Linked DNA regions of Sus scrofa: region 1 is linked to region 2. Evidence: chromatin contacts called from public Hi-C data. All regions are on one chromosome and are shown on one strand. Each heading gives the region's core, a stretch centred on a gene start, on an enhancer-like site or on the middle of the called end of the contact. The rest is flanking DNA. Distances are from core to core; before and after follow the strand shown. Region 1 holds the start of LOC110255686 (patched domain-containing protein 3-like). Region 2 holds the start of EPC1 (enhancer of polycomb homolog 1).

What was found. A called contact is a pair of places that touch in the nucleus more often than the background predicts.
Region 1: a Hi-C map of liver shows a contact between it and region 2, with 10 times the contacts expected there. The contact joins the promoter of LOC110255686 here to the promoter of EPC1 in region 2. A contact is called at or near these places in 1 of 5 promoter capture datasets (liver), 6 of 47 Hi-C or Micro-C datasets (embryonic fibroblasts, epiblast stem cells, heart right ventricle and 2 more) and 1 of 2 datasets of contacts at active chromatin or transcription factors (skeletal muscle).

What each region holds. Positions count from the first base shown.
Region 1 is chr10:42,985,279-42,989,150 of Sscrofa11.1, reverse strand. LOC110255686 (patched domain-containing protein 3-like) reads right to left here and starts at 2,004. Exons shown (of 4, transcript XM_021064808.1): 1 at 845-2,004. The coding sequence starts at 1,912.
Region 2 is chr10:42,944,224-42,948,358 of Sscrofa11.1, reverse strand. It overlaps EPC1 (enhancer of polycomb homolog 1), which reads left to right and starts at 1,500. Exons shown (of 14, transcript XM_021064807.1): 1 at 1,500-1,787. The coding sequence starts at 1,746. LOC106505154 (a long non-coding RNA gene) reads right to left here and starts at 1,369. Exons shown (of 3, transcript XR_001299281.2): 1 at 700-1,369.

The DNA of each region.
Region 1 (3,872 bases), core at 755-3,254, 40 kb before region 2:
CGCCCCCACCCCCACCCTGGCCTCTCTACTCCGCGCCAGAATGACCAGGATAATGATTTTAGAATAAAGTAATAAAGATATGTTCCTTCCCACAAAATCTCTGGCATGCTTTCCAAAGTTTCTTTCAAAAATCTAAAGTTTAAAACTCCTGAATATTATGAAATCAGAATCTGGTGTAAAACTAAAACCATGAATAAACTATAGACATTCTGGCTTTTCCAGATTTTTATTAGGTTGTTTTCTTGTACTATTTTAATTGCACAAAAGGCCTGGCTACAAGGCTTTTTCCAGTAGGTGTCTCACTTTTACCAGTCTTATTCAGGGTATCAGTGGGTCTGCCATCCCAACAAATAAGAAAGAGCTGACTTGTGCCTGGGTCTGTGCTCTAATATACTTCAAAATTGCTCAGCTAGTTACCCTTCTCAAGAACACCAAGGGATTTTGCTTAAAGATTTGTTATTTTTTTTATTCCAATGAACTCCAAGCAAATTTTAGGGGGCTCCCAGAAACAGTAAAGACTAACTCAAAGTAAGAATTTCAAAGTAATTTGACCCAGAAACCAAACTAAACCTGAAGATCCATGTCTGTACTGAGGAGACCTACCTTGAGGATGTAGGGCTTGTGGTTTTTCACCAGAACGGTACCAAGGATTTAAGATTTGGGGCAGCCTTCAGTGTGTTACTTTAGGAAAGTTGGATTAAGGACCAAATGCAGTAGAGGACTTGAGTTTCACGTCAAGACTCCATCCGATAATCAAGGATGCTATTGCTATGGTCCTCGGAACAAGTCTCACCATCCCTCCCGCCTGCTCTTGGCCTCCCTTGAAAACCCAGCAGCCGGGTACCTGGATAGTCTCCAAAGCCAGACTCTTCTCCAGGTCCTTCACTTGGTTCAGGAAATGCATCAGCCAGGTTTTGCTCCGCTGGTTGTCCTCTTCTCCCGTCTTCAAGAAGTACCCCAGTCGCATGGCTTTGGCCTCTAGGAGTAAATGGCTCGGGCCCAAACTCTCGCCTAAGACGGTTCCTCCCAGGACGCCGGCCAGGTAGGTGATACGACCTGCTAGGCTGAAGATGGGGTAAGTGATGTTGCGCAGGTTGAAGTCCCTGTTTGTTCTCCAGGCTAACAAGAGTGGGTTGGAGGGGGCGCAGTAGCCCTGGTGCCTGGAGCACACCTCATTGTACTGGATCTGGGTTCCGTTTTCCCCCATCACGGACAAAGCCCGCACTGCCTCGTCCACTTTCTCAATTTCGAGAAAGCTTTCTCGTTGCAGCAGCGAGGCGGAGTTGGAGACCACCAGAACAAAAGCATAATTGACCTCGGTGCTCTTCCTGGAGAAGGAGAAGTAGTAAGAGTCGTTGGCGGTGAAATGGCCCTGCACAAAGCGTCGCTCAGCCTTGGCCGGGCTCCCTATGGGAGTGTACTGCTCCTCGATATCTTCTTCTGCATCCTTGGGCAGGTAAATCAAGCCACAGCCGAGGAGAGCCGTCAAAACCATGGGCAGCAGCAGGAAGACCCAGGGGTGCGAGCCCACCGCCCATCCCAGCCGCCCGAAGGCTCGGGACAGGGGCGCCTCCAGACAGTTGGTGTGGCAGCGGGGCTTCGTGGACACCTGGTTGTCGGATGGAGACCGCGCTGGCTGCTGCCTCTCGGGTGCCGGCTCTGCGCGCTGCCCTGACGCCCAGCTGAGGTCGGGTTCCGGCCCCTGACCGGACGCCCAGAGCTGCGTCGGCGGCGGAGACCCGGGCTCGCCAGGCAGCTGCGAGCCCCTCTCCGAGGCCGCCTCAGGCCCCGCCTCCGGCCCCCGCCCCTCGGATGCTGAGCCCGGCTGTTTCCCCGCCCCCCGCAGGCGCTCCTCCTCCTCCTCCTCCTCTTCCTCCTCCTGTGGCGCAACCTTAGCGGAGCCAAGGTTCATTTCTGGGCGGCAGGAAAGGCCACGGTCTCAAACGTCTCCAACTGGACGGCAGATCAGACAGGAGCGCCCTTCTCCACCCCACCCAACCGTTCCTGGAGAAAGTCTGCGGGAGTCCGTTTGAGCTCGGGCTGCTCGCTCCCCAATGCTGGGGCTTCGTTGGGGGGCGCGTGGACCCCACCCAACGGTTTTGTGGAGAAAGTCTGCGGGAATCCGTTTAAGCTCCGGCTGCTCGCTCTCCGATGCTGGTGCTTCGGTGGGGAGCGCGTGGTAGCCCCAAATTTGTCCCTGGCGCCCATCCTCTCAGGATGGACCTTCTTAAAGGCGGGTGAAATGCGTGCCTGTCTGCAAGACTCAACTTCCAGGGAGAGTCTGGCTTGTTCACGGGCGCGCATACAAAGACATACACAGCACACACACAAACACACACACACACACACACACACACACACACACACACACACACACGAGACAGAGAGAGACAGAGAACAAGTGTTCTAAGTGGCGGCTTTTACCTTGCGGGGCAGTGGTGGGGTGGGGATCATCCAGAAGCAAGGTTCTTAGGGTAAAGCTTTGGTGAGTCTGGTACACCTAACTTAATTGTTCTTACTTTGTAGCTACAGACATAGCATTCTTCTTGTAATAAGTTAGAAGTTAATGCATAGAATGAAAAGTGAAAAAAACAAAAACCCCAAACTGAAAGCTAAAATGTCCTTCTCTCCCATTCCTCTCCTTTTTTACAAAAATGCTTTTTATTCTTTCCATTATTGCTGATTTATAGTGTTCTGTCAATTTTCTACTGCACAGCAAGGTGACCCAGTCACACATAGATATATACATTCTTTTTTCTCACATTATCATGCTCCATAATAAGTGGCTAGATACAGTTCCCAGTGCTGTACGGGAGGATCTCAGTGCTTATCCATTCCAAAGGCAATAGTTTGCATCTATGAACCCCAAATTCCCCATACATCCATCCCACTCCCTCCCCCTCTACCTTGGCAACCACAAGTCTGTTCTCCATATCCATGATTTTCTTTTCTGTGGAAAGGTTCATTTGTGCAGTATGTTAGATTCCAGATATAAGTAATATCATATTTGTCTTTCTGACTTCACTTGGTATGAGAGTCTAGTTCCATCCGTGTTGCTGCAGATGGCATTATTCTGTTCTTTTTTATGGCTGAGTAGTAGTCTATTGTGTGCATATATACCACATCTTCCTAATCCAATCATCTGTCAATGGACATTTGGGTTGTTTCCATGTCTTGGCTATTGTGAATAGTGCTGCCGTGAACATGTGGGTGCATGTGTCTTTTTTAAGGAAAGTTTTGTCTTGATAGATGCCCAAGAGTGGGATTGCTGGGTCATATGGTAGTTCTATATTTAGTTTTCTGAGGTACCTCCATATATATTCCATAGTGGTTTTACCAATTTACAATTCCACCAACAGTGCAGGAGGGTTCCCTTTTCTCCACACCCTCACCAGCATTCGTTATTTGTGGATTTATTAATGATGGCCATTCTGACTTGTGTGAGCTGGTACTTTATGGTAGTTTTGATTTGCATTTCTTTAATAATCAGTGATGTTGAGCATTTTTTCATGTGCTTGTTGGCCATCTGTATATCTTCTTTGGAGAAATGTCTATTCAGGTCTTTTGCCCATTTTTCAATTGGGTTGGTGGCTTTTTTGCTGTTGAGTTGTTTAAGTTGTTTGTATATTTTAGAGATTAAGCCCTTGTCAATTGCATTGTTTGAAACTATTTTCTCCCATTCTGTAAGTTGTTTTTTTTGTTGTTGCTGTTGTTGTTTTTTTATGGTTTCCTTTGCTGTGCAAAAGCTTGTCAGTTTGATTAGGTCCCATTGGCTTATTTTTGCTTTTATTTCTGTTGCCATGGGAGACTGACCTGAGAAAACATTTGTAAGGTTGATCTCAGAGAATGTTTTGCCTATGTTCTCTTTTAGG
Region 2 (4,135 bases), core at 251-2,750:
CAAAATAAAAAAAAAATAGTTCACTCTCAAAAATGTCCAGATTTAGACAATAAATTAGTCCCCCAACCATAGTTCTTCTAAGAATGTTACCTATTAAATGCTAGGCAGAGATAGAAATACCAGAAGGGGTGTGTGTGTGTGTGTGTGTGTGTGTGTGTGTGTGTGTGTGTGTGTGTGTGTAGGGGTGGGGGAGGGGTCCATAGAAGGCAAATACTTGCCCACTCCTTTCTTTGGCCAGTTCCTTTGAACCCCTTTTTACCCCTGGCTCCCTAGAAGTGTGGCTGGCCAACAAGTTTATACCGAATGTGTTCTATTAACACACCCATGCGGAATTTGACACATTTTGATATTTGCTGATTGGGTGGCTTTACATTTACAATCAACTACACTGCTGCATTCATTTCACATTGATTCTTTTTTTTTTTTTTTTTAAGTTTTCGACTTCATTTTTATTTGAAAGCCCAGCTGCAACCACCAAATACCTGACTCAGCTCCCAACTAGACACACAGCATCAAATTTCCCAGCCCACTTAATTTGAAAGCCTGCCAAGATAGGTGAAAGACCTTATAAATATGTAAAGCAGGAAGTTCAAATTACAGTCAAGTAAATCTCTAGTGATTGATATTCTTTCCAAAACAATTTTTTAAAAAGACTAATAAAAAAGCAGCACATTTCTAAGAAATCCCTCCCCCCCTTACCAAAAGCTTCACCGACTTCAGCCTGGACAATGTACTTTTAGTACTGTATTTATTTTGGATTTTTACCACTTCCTGGAGGCCGGGAGGAGCCACAGTGGGAGGATCCAAAAAAATTCAGTACCACAGCCATTTTGTTTGTAAGGCTGAGTGGTAGAAATCTGTCAGCCAGTAAAGGTTTCTGAAACAATTTTTAAGAAGGGGGGTGGGGGGAAAAAAGGATGCCTATTGTTTTTTGAGTGTAACGGTTAAAATCATTATTTTATTTGTATTTCCTGCACCAACGGCAGTTGTTACGGCTAACCAATTCTTTTTTTTTTTTTTTTTAAAGGAGTTTTTTTTTTTTTTAAGCTCCCTGAGCTGAAAACGGTGTGAATTTTGTGCATGGCTTTTCCGGGTACCTTCAGGCTATCCAATCAAATATGTTTCGATAGAATTCATTTTTCAACGGCCACATTTGTATCCAAATTAGACATCGACGTTTGTGAATGACAATCTGCTTAAGAAGAGCGTGCTAGTTAGTCCCTAAAAACCCATAAGCAAGAAAGAAGCGTGTTCCCTAGGCCATCAAAGGGGCCTTTTTGCGAGCTCGCAGGCAGTCGTGGGCGCTATTGTTTTGCAGTGTCACTTCAGAGCGAGCTCAGACTTTGTCATTTGGGTGGCTGTGTTTTTAAAAGCCCAGTGTAAAATGGCACTCACACTGCATTTTTTTCCGAGCTGCAGGAGGCGGGGGCAGCGGGGGGATAGTGCAGACTGTGGGGACGCTGGCCTCCCAGCCAATCAGAGCCCGCCTGCTCGCCATCGCAAAGTTGTTAACCCCAGAGTCTTCTGGCTGCCGCTGCCTCCTCTGCTTTGAATCTTCCGTGGATATTTCTCCGATTTTTCCCAAACGCCCACAGATCTTGGGGAAGCCACCCCATTCAGCCATCGACCATGGAAGAAAGTCTGACTTTTTCTTTCCCAAATATTTTAAAAGATGTTGGAAGCTCCATATGCTGCCTGGAGGCTGTTGTTTCTAGAGACACAAGTATCCAGCCTATATTGTTACAATGCTTTTTCCAGGACTGGCTTCTTCTTTGCCTCCACGAATGGTAAGTTTGTAATTTTAAACATTTTTGTCCTTACGTCTTGGAAGGAGCCACTCAGATTTTTAAGAAAGGATTTTCATTGTGTTTCTTCTCACAAAAGCAATCTTTGTATTTTTTCTTTAGCTTTGATCTCTGCACATTTCCACCTAATCTTGTCTGGTTAAATTTTACTGAAAGAAAGAAATTGGTTTTTTGTTTTTTGTTTTTTCAGCCTGTGATTCAAGCTAAATATTTCTAATATAAATTATACTTTAATTATTGCGAGCTAAGGGGAACTCAGCTATTTCAAGATGGACTTGTTTTGTGCCAGCAATGTTGGTGATGCCAAATATGTGCATATCCTCTTTATAAAAATTATGTATTACCTAATTTGTCCAGGACTAAATGATCAGCAGGCAAACTAGGGATGTAGTTTGGTTTTGTGTTGTTTTAAATAGGCCTATTGTGGTTTTCTTGATGGATTACTTGGATACAAACTACAGAAAAGCTGCCCTTGGTATAATGAAGGTGGAGATTGACATAACCGGGTTTATATTAAGTTATGGCTGTTACTAAATAGTGGATCTTTTATTTGCTGATCAGATCTAAACTTGGGTTCCATGATAGTCATTCTCTGTAGCCCCTCATTAGGTAATCTTTGCAGATCCTGTTTTTCTCCAAAAAAGGTACATTGGGGAGACATTTTGTAATTTTTGGCATTTTTCTAAAATTTTTTTTTTTTCTTTTTGCCCACGGTGGGAGATCTTTTTTGTTTTGCATTGATCTGTGTTGGTGGCGCTGTAGCTCTCCTCAACAATTTATGTCAGTTTCACTAAAAGAAAAAAGGAGGAAAAAAAAAAGAGGTGGGGCAAGATTTGATCTATTATCTTCTCCCTTTATTTCCTTAAAGAAAGTTCGATTTGGTGCGAGGAAATTATTCAGTTTGTGTTATTTTAATGTTTTCTGCGAACTGTGAACTGTGAGTGAGAACAGACATGTCGTCACAACCCGTCCAGGAGCAGCAGGGACGGGCATGCAGTTTGCAGTTGTGTTTTATCTGATCTGATTATCTCTAGATCAAAATTTCTTCCATAATAAGCTGTCAGTTTACTCTCTCTTTCCTCAGAAACGTCTTGCATTTTCCTTCTCTCACAATACCATCCGTGCTTATGTCTTCTTTCTAACAAAATGTTGGAGTTTTAGTTCACTGAACATTGTAAAAGTTGAATTTCATTTTGAACCTAGGGATTTCTTAAATAAGTATTCTAAGTTTCTCCTGGGAATTTTCTAGGTAATAATGCCTACATTGTTGTTTGTTTTATTTCAAAGTGATATTTTGGTTGAATTTATGTGTTTCCTTGTTTGAAAAGAGCAAGTATTTTTGAATGAGATAATTTTTTTAAGAATCTGTGTACCACTGCTTTTAAATTTAAAGATATTGGTATTCATGTATTTAAATGCAGGGTAAATCTTTTCCATCTTTGTTCTTATTGGGAGTTATCTGATTAGAGAATATGGGATTTAGGCCCAAAGCCTCCCAAGAACAAAAATGTACATTATGATATGACATAGTTTTTACTGGTCCTTAGTTATTTATGGAGATAATAAATATGTCCTTAATTGAAAAAGAAAGTAGTAGAGATCAGTGATTGTACCTAAATATTTTGCCAAATAAAACAAAAACAACTGAAATAGTATCCCAGACAACCTTTTCATATGATTGAATACATTATTTCTTGAGAGAGTAAAAAATTTCTGGAGTTAATATAGTAAGTGTTTTTACTCACTTTGAAATATGTAAATGCTCATTTCACTAATCATTTAAAATGTTGACATAAAAGAATGTGTGAAAATACCTAGGAATAGTATTTCTGATTTTGGTGTCCCTATAATTTCTTTATCTGTGTAGGACCCTTGAACTTCAACAACAATTGTGTATTATGCCTATATTTTGTTTATACTTGGCTATAAAAATTTGAGACTGTTCACTGTAACATTTTATCTCCTCATAAAATTTCAATGCCCCCATCAAGCCTAGTTTTGGCATTATAGATTATTTCTACACTAAAATACTGCAGGTGTAAATACATGATCTAACCCTCTGTGCTGGAGAGTTGAGTTCTCTGAAGTTAATCTACTGAATAAAATATACTTTATTGCTAAAATATTCTGTTATTCAGCTGGTGATTTTTTTTTTGCATTTTAATTGGTGAAAACTAAAAATGTTTGTATAATGTAGCCCCCCTTTTAAAAACAAACTGATGCTGTGAAGTCCGTATGTAGCTATGCAATGTTCTTTGTTCTCCTACATCATCGACTATTACATCATTGATTATGAGTAATCATTATAGTTACATCTTCACTTTTCGAAA